Regions from separate parts of the Danio rerio genome. Here region 1 is linked to region 2. A link is a contact called in public Hi-C data. All regions are on one chromosome and are shown on one strand. Each heading gives the region's core, a stretch centred on a gene start, on an enhancer-like site or on the middle of the called end of the contact. The rest is flanking DNA. Distances are from core to core; before and after follow the strand shown. Region 1 overlaps akna (AT-hook transcription factor). Region 2 overlaps niban2a (niban apoptosis regulator 2a).

What was found. A called contact is a pair of places that touch in the nucleus more often than the background predicts.
Region 1: a contact with region 2 is called in a Hi-C map of embryo, with 2.1 times the contacts expected there. The contact joins two enhancer-like sites. A contact is called at or near these places in 2 of 18 Hi-C or Micro-C datasets (caudal fin and embryo).

The regions. Positions count from the first base shown.
Region 1 is chr21:15,322,874-15,327,275 of GRCz12tu, forward strand. It overlaps akna (AT-hook transcription factor), which reads right to left. Exons shown (of 25, transcript XM_073935089.1): 25 at 1,482-2,151. The coding sequence ends at 1,914. Among named protein-coding and RNA genes, the nearest start is that of akna, 48 kb to the right of the region's middle. Within about 2 kb of position 2,053, at least 5 of the 62 cell types and tissues checked have an H3K27ac peak or open chromatin away from gene starts, as enhancers often do.
Region 2 is chr21:15,209,203-15,213,693 of GRCz12tu, forward strand. niban2a (niban apoptosis regulator 2a) reads right to left here. Exons shown (of 14, transcript NM_001080586.1): 9 at 138-325. Among named protein-coding and RNA genes, the nearest start is that of slc31a2, 25 kb to the left of the region's middle. Within about 2 kb of position 1,314, at least 4 of the 62 cell types and tissues checked have an H3K27ac peak or open chromatin away from gene starts, as enhancers often do.

The DNA of each region.
Region 1 (4,402 bases), core at 803-3,302, 110 kb after region 2:
TGGGCCACCAACCTTAATGACAGGATTCTGAATGCATGACGCCCTGGCTGGCTCTCAAGACACATTTCTCTCCAAACAAACACCAGCAACTACATAGAGGAGGATTGAAGGTCCAGTTCTTTATCTTGAGAAACACATCAATCAACTGTGAGGAAAAATAGCAGCAAAAGACACTATATCAAAAATTAATTTATAGTAGTGAATATAGTATAAACACACAACTTTGTAAATAAAAAAATACATAAGAGAAAAATACTATTAGAGAATCTTATCAGTTAACTTGATGATGCCTAAAACCATCCATTTGCTCATTTATATATATATATATATATATATATATATATATATATATATATATATATATATATATATATATATATATATATATATATATATATATATATATATATATACAGTTAAAAGAATCTCACCTGTTTGAAAATTATATTTAAAAAACGAGGCTATTATTAGTTCCATAAAAGGAAACTGACATCACTGCTGCTACAAAGTCTTGTTAAAAATGCTGGATTACACTGTACATGTATACTGTTATATATACACACAGATATACATGTCTAAAATAGCTACCTAGTTTTCAAATTTGGAATATCCTGGCTTCTGTAACACAAAAAAACTCATTCACCTACTACACTTTACAATAATAAAGAGTTAAAAATCGGTCACTGACAGGTTCACATTTACACTTTGAAAGTTAATCTCGATCTGTCACAGTGTAAAACTCCAAAGCTTATAATGACATTATCTAAAAACACACACAATTTAATTTAAATATACTGCTTACGCCACAAAATAAAAAGTTAATTACAATTCACAAAAGTTTGTCTTTCCTTCTAGCAATTTTTGTGTAATTATGTAAACTTCATGTGTTAATATCTTGAGTTTTGTGTTATATTTTTGCAAGTGAGATTACAATATATCGCAATTCAGGTTTTTTTCACCCACGAAAAAAAAACTGTCTAAATTTAATGCAAGATAAAAAAATAAAGTCTTTATTTAGAAATTAGGCAGAAACAGCCTTTTAATACTAAATCTAAATATTACTATTGCATATTAGTACTTTTTCCTTTCCAATGCAATCAAAATATTTATTTTTTATTCTTTTTTAAATATTTCTCAAATGATGTTTAACTGAGCAAGGGAATTTTTACAGTATGTCTGATAATATTTTTTCTTCTGGAGAAAGTTTTATTTGCTTTATTTCGGCTAGATTCAAAGCAGATTGAAATTTTTAAAATAATTTTAAGGTCAAAATTATTAGCCGCTTAGTCTACAAAACAAACCATTGTTATACAATAACTTGCCTAATTACCATAACCACCCTAGTTAACCTAATTAACCTAGTTGAGCCTTTAAATTTCACTTTTTTAGCAGTATAGAAGTGTCTTGAAAAATATCTAGTCAAATATTATTTACTGTCATCATGGCAAAGATAAAATAAATCAGTTATTAGAAATGAGTTATTAAAACTATTATGTTTAGAAATGTGTTGAACAGAAACTCTCCGTTAAACAGAAATTGGAGAAAAAAATAACCGGGGGCTAATATTTCTGACTTCAACTGTATTTAAGCAAGTCTTAAGTGTTTCAAATATTTTTTGAGGTCACTGTATTTCCATACCTGTAAATTGGTCACTGTATTTTCAAACCTGTAAATGCTACCATAACGCAGCTACTGCATCTACCTCTAAAAGCAGCTGTTTACCTGAGACAATTCACATTTTCTTTCATTTACATGTCATCAGTCACTACGAGATTTGGTTTATGTAAACTAATAAGTACAAACATCCCTCATTTCCATATGCAACACATTTAAGCAGAAGATCTAAATGAATAGATGTAGGTGTGTGTGTGTGTGTGTGTGTGTGTGTGTGTGTGTGTGTGTGTGTGTGTGTGTCAGTAGCTGCAGGATGCAGTGTGGAGGCTGCTGGCCATGCGCTGTGAGGCTTCTCTCATGTGTCTCGCTGCAGTGATGGCACGGGTCAAAGCGCTGCTCATAGAATCCTGATGATACTCCATGGAGGAAGAGCGTCTGCGGTGACCTCTGACCCCTGACCTCTCAGGCCTGACGGGATTTGATGAGATGTTGAGGGGTTGTGGGTATGCCGGTGGAGTCATTGGGCTGGAGAAATATCTACAGGAAAATGACAAAGAATGAGTAATCTGTTGTCAGTATTTAAATGATTTTTTTTCAGCAAGGACACAATAGAAAGTGAGATTTGCATTTTGACAGTGTGAAAAATCCATATATTCATTCATTCATTCATTTTGCTTCGCATTAGTCCCTTAGGGGTCTCTAAATGAACCGCCAACTTATCCAGCTTATGTTTTACACAGCGGATGCCCTTCCAGCTGCAACCCAGTACTGGGAAACATCCATTCAAACTTATTCACAGACATACACTACGGCCAATTTAGTTTATTCAATTAATCTATAGCGCATGTTTTTGAACTGGGGGAAACCGGGGCACCCGGAGGAAACCCACACCAACATTGGGAGAAAATGCAAACTCCATACAGAAATGCCAACTAACCAGATTGGACTCGAACCAGCGATCTTCTTGCCGTGTGACAACAGTACTAACCACTGAGTCACAGTGTCACCCAAATCTATATATGCGACATCAAAGAAATCTTGGACACTTAACCTTCATCTTATATTACGAATGTCAATTTTAATGTAATTTATTCATTTGCTTGGTCTAAACTACAGTTATCCTGTTATTCCTTATGTGCATATAATGGGGTGGGGGGGATGGGGTATATACAGGGTAATAGCTGTTAAAAGTACTTCTATCTGACTGTAAAATCTGATATATTCATTTTGGAAAATAGGATGGCCCGGTGGCTCAGTTGCCTCACAGCAAGAAGGTCGCTGGTTCGAGTCCAAGCTGGGTCAGTTGGCATTTGAGTGGAGTTTGAATGTTATCCCCGTGTTGGCGTGAGTTTCCTCCGGGTGCTCCCCCCACAGTCTAAAGACATGCAAAATAGGTGAATAGGATGAACTAAATTGGCCGTAGTGTATGAGTGCGTGTGTACAGTATGAGAGTGTGTCAGGGTGTTTCCCAGCACTGGGTTGCAACTGGAAGGGCATCCGCCATGTAAAACATATGCTGGAATAGTTGATGGTTCATTCTGCTGTGGCGACCCCTGATAAATACGAATGAATGAATTTTGTGAATAAAAAAATTATTACAAAAAAAAAGTGAGATTTGTGATGCTACTAAAGATTTGCATTTCAAACAAATCATGTTCTTGTAAACTTTATGCTCAAAGAATCGTAGAAAAAAAAAGATTCCACAACTCCACATTAATGCCAGTTTTGACTAATAACACAAATTATATCAAGCTATTTAGTGATGTTTGCATGTGGATTTATTTAGGGATATTTTGTATTGAAAATATGAACCCAAAGACTTACACTATACAGTCGGGTACCTATTTTTGACCGTCTTTGCCTCCTAAATCTTACATTCAGCTTAAATTATACTTAAATAATTTAGTAAATAAAGATGAAAACTGGGATAAGTTAAGTAACCATTTATCCAAACATGACTCATCTATTATCTGTATTATTTGCAATTTCAGTAATAAAATATACAGTTTGTGTCTGTCCCTGCTTTCTGGTCAAATGTGTTACATCAGTTATATGTATGTATGTACTGTATGTATATATGGGGCGAAACGGTGGCTAAGTGGTTAGCACTGTCGCTTCACAGCAAGAAGGTTGCTGGTTCAAGTCCCAGATGGATCAGCTGGCATTTCTGTGTAGAGTTTGCATGTTCTTCACATGTTGGCCAGGGTTTCCTGCAGGTGCACCGGTTTCCCCTACTGTCCAAAGACATGTGCTATAGGTGAATTAAATAAACTAAATTGTCCATAGTGTATGTGTGTGAATAAGTGTGTCTAGAACTGGGCATCTGCTGTGTAAAACATATTCTGGATAAGCTTTCTTCTGTGGTGACCCCTGATAAATAAAGGGACTATGCTGAAGGAAAATTAATCAATTATATATATATATAATATATATATAATATATAATATATAATATATATATATTGGTGCAAATGGTGTGTTGTAGTACTGTTTATGTGGTAATGGTTATGTTAATGGTGGAAAATGAGTTTCCCCTCACAGGGATTCATACAGTTCTCTCTACTCTACTCATAAAAAGGCATAGCAATAAAGCACTAATAGACATAGCATGTGACTTGCTCCAAGTGATGTCACTTCCTCTGGCTGGAAACTCTGGAAGGCATTGAGGTATATCATTATTCTTCTCTCATTTACTTGTACAAAAAGTTATGTTGTTGATACATGAATAGTAGTTTAATTATGTCAACTCTGTTATTAGGATATTTTAGTGATTCTCAAATTCACTTTAT
Region 2 (4,491 bases), core at 64-2,563:
CATGGAAACTAAAACAACATAAATGCGAGTAATAACAAAAGTTTTTTATTTTTGGATGAACTAATCTTTTAAGGTAGTAAAAAAATCTGTTTAGGAGGTATATTCTATATGATGTCCTGTGTTGTTGTTTTTTTTACCTCTCCCAGTTTGTCTTTGCTGCTGTCGTTCATTGTGTTCTTGCTGACCTCCACCAGCTCTCGGAAGAGGATGTCCCTCACTTCAGCAAATCCTCTGCTCGTGGGCTCCATGAGGGCCTCCAGGATGGAGTGGATGTAGGGCTGAATCTTGCTCCTCACAAACTGTTCAATGCGGGGCAACACCAAAGCTTCAAGCAGAGGATTGGACAAATGTTAGAACAGGACTTCCTTTATGGTAAAACCAGAGATGTCCAAAGTAGCGCCTTTGGGTTAAAGTTGGCCCACTGTAACCTTTTGATTCAAGTGTTACTCACTGCAGAGCCACATGGGCAGAGCTGAGCTCCAGCTCCTCCTAGCTCTTCTACCAGTGATATCACTGAGGGTCGGGGTTAGGGGAACGCTAGGGGTGCACATTAGTTGTGTTTGACTTCATGCAGCGCTGCGCAGACTGATCGAAATCGGTCTTAAAATGCTAGACGCTAGACGCCACGTGACTGTCACATGTGGTATCAAAGTATTCAGCCGCTGCAGCATCTAAAGAGCAGGTGCTGCGATGATGGCACTGATTTTACACGATTGGCCGAGCTCACCGCATGACAAAAACCACGTGTGTTTCGGGTTTATTAATGGACAAATTCAGTCTCACAAATTTTAAACAAACAATTAGCTTTTTATACCCTCGCTCTCTTGTACACATCATGTTTATTAAAAGACTACAAATATTTGACTGCAGTATCATCTTTTGATTATCATCAATGATCCTGACACTCCTAAAAAAGTTTCTTAAATTAAAGTTAAAAAAATATTTTATTAACTATAAAAAATATAATTATAAAATATTTTTTAAATAATTTTAAAATATTTCAAAAATATATTAAAATGTTTTAGAATTTGTGTTTCTTGTTTTCCCCTTATTTCTCATGCATTTGTTATATAGGCTACTTAAATTAAATTCATAATTCATTTACTGCTTAAAAATGAACAATAGTTTGTAGAGACTGTATTCTGTTTTATTTGTACTGTAAATCTTTTGTTGTTATTGCAGTAAATAAATCAATAAATGATCTCTCCATGTGATCGGTCATCATGACTGCAGCAACTTTGAGCCCCGAAGTGTTCGGCTTGATGGCTCCGTTGTCAACTCCGCCCCTGCCTGTGCTTGGCTAATCTTTTTGATTGCCGGCTGCAGCCGTCAGCTTATAGGAGGCGGAGCTGGAGCTCAAGCTCCCCCTCATTTGTCCACCATCACATCTGAGAATGATGGAGAGGGTTGGGGGGAATGCCTTTAACAGAGCTTGTCTCTTCTAATTTGACGTGACATTTTTTTGTTTGTTTTATTACTCGGCTATAAAAAGCAAACTGAAATTAAATGTTTTAATAAGAAGAATAGTAAATGAATCTGAGTTGGGCGAAGCAGTGGCGCAGTAGGTAGTGCTGTCGCCTCTACAGCAAGAAGGTCGCTGGGTCGAGCCTCGGCTCAGTTGGCGTTTCTGTGTGGAGTTTGCATGTTCTCCCTACATTCACGTGGGTTTCCTCCGGGTGCTCCGGTTTCCCCCACAGTCCAAAGACATGCGGTACAGGTGAATTGGGTAGGCTAAATTGTCTGTAGAGTATGTGTGTGTGAATGTGTGTGTGGATGTTTCCCAGAGATAGGTTGCGGCTGGAAGGGCATCCTCTGCGTAAAAACTTGCTGGATAGGTTGGCGGTTCATTCCGCTGTGGCGACCCTGGATTAATAAAGGGACTAAGCCGACAAGAAAATGAATGAATGAATGAATCTGAGTTTTTAAATACTGTTTTAAATACTCGACGGATAGAGCAGTGTTTCCCAACCCTGTTCCTAGAGGCACACAAACACCTATTTTGGATGTCTCCCTTATCTGAGCCATTCATTTCAGGTTTCTGAGTCTCTTCTAATGTTTTGATGATTTGATTCAGGTGTGTTTGAATAGGAAAACAGGTTGTAAATGTATACTGTTGGTGTGCCGTCAGGAACAGGGTTGGAAAACACTGGAATAGAAGACTATGCAGAAGACATCTGTGAGCAAATCAAAAACTAGCGTAACTCCATTCTGTTATAAATGAGATTGTTTTTGTTTTTACTATGATAAGTTAAATTTTAAAAATAAATAAATAAAATAATAATAAAAATAATAAATAAATAATGCAACTATATTTAACTTCGGCCTTCTAGACTCAAACAAGTTTGGTTTTTGGCCCTTCATAAGAAAAACTTTGGGCACCCCTAGGTAGAACAACCGATATGCTCAATATGTGTGTACACATTAAATGTACTATGTACCATAGCAGTTTTTTTCTGTGAATGCAAAATTCTATGCACAACATTTTTATTTTTAGGAGTGCTTACAAAAATTAGGAAAGCAGCTAAAAATGTAGAAACTTAAATTAAAAGTTTAAATAAGTATACTGTGGAACACCACTACTGACAAAATGCCATCAGCAGTAAGTCAGTCTGACCATTAGGAACTACAAAAAAGGTTAGAAAAGAGAAACTCATGCTTAGGTGTATAACAAGGTTTCTCTTTGATTGTTTACTATAAACGTATAATAAAGGTATTAGCAAAACATCATCTATAGGTCAGTATGAATGTACTACAAACCTTCACAATGTGAAAAAGGTGTATTGCAGTATTTTGTTTCATAAAATGTATGAGCATAAATAGAGCTATTGGGAAAAGCTCATCTACGGCAAGTCAGTCTGACCACAAAGCATATACTACCTTCTAAACCGGCATTGATTTAATAATGTTTGGGTTTTGGCACTGTGTATGTAATTGGCATACAGTTCCTATGCCAGCATAGTGAATGTCCGATGATTAAAGCTTAAAACTTTACAGAAAGCTTTGATGGATTTCATCATAACACAAGCTGACAACGCTCTCATTCTCAGAAAGGAGGAGTTGGGATAAAAGAGCTGCAATGTATATTAAGACAAAATGAATGTTGGCTTTGGATAGATCTATCATACGAGACCTCCAAAATTCCTTTAAAATGACATAATGCAGCACTTAGAATTGGTTAATAACATTTAAGTTCATGAAAACTGAAGCTTCAAACCTGCATAAGAAATATTTAGAGTGCACGTGAAATTTCACATCTCAAATATGTGAAGTTTGCTTTCTTAAAGGGATAGTTCACCTAAAAATGAACATTTATTAACTATTTACTCACCCTCAAGTGGTTTAAAACCTTTGATTTTTTAAAACAAATTAAGATTTTCAAAGAAGCTGAAAACCTGTAACCATTGACATCCATAGTAGGAGAAACAAATACTGTGAAAGTCAATAGTTCAGCATTCTTCAAAATATCTTTTTTTGTGTTAGTTTAATCAAAGAACAAAACTCAAAGGTTTGAAACAAGTTAAAGGTGAGTAAATAATGACAGGATTGATCCCTTTAAGTGGTTGTGAGAAACAACCAAACAGACAAGGAACTTTAATGCCTAATTCTGTTATGTCTCACTCCTTATATTAGTGTCAAAAGTAAGAACCCTTTGGAAGAAGCTCAATAATGAAGCTGAAGACTGAACACAACGACTCTAGATCACATAAAGGGCCCTTATATCAGTGAACAGGTGATTGTGGGAAAGCACCTGCCTTACATGTCAAAACAACCACTATTATACAAGCAGTATTGTTCATTATAATGGTGCCATCACAAACACACACAGCTGGACTCAATAGTGATTTATACATAGATTAAATATAGACTCATACAAAAACTCAGAAAATATGCTGCCAAGACCATATTTTTTAAGACATTTGAAATGTGCTACGGGTGCTTTCGGTGGAACAGTCGTAGCCACAAATGACACAAGAAAAATGTAGTGCTCCTGCCAAACCTACATTATGGCACGGCAGTCTGGGTGTTTTTTTTGGTTACAGCCGGACTAAGTCAAATGAGACTGAATTCCAGTGACTGTCTGCAAGAATGCGAGTCTGAAAAGCCGGTCATAATTTACTCACCCTCGATTTGTTACAAACATTCATGAGTTTTTTTCTTCTGTTAAATCAAATAAAGAAAGCTGGAAACCGGTAACCGTTGACTTCCTTAGTATTTGTTGTTTCATGCTATGGATGTAAATGGTTACAGGTTTAACCACTTGAAGTAAATAGTAAATTTTCACATATTGGGTCAATCATACTTCCAATTGTAGTCTTGTTTTTAGGGCAACATTATCAGAAAAAAAAAAAAAAAACCATTTTGGCCAAACCTGTAACTATTGATGCTTGGCAACTTTTTGGCACCAATTTGCTAAACTAAGGAATGATTGTATAATAAAACATTAATTGATTTATTGATTGTATAATAGAACAACTTTAGTTATATATTATT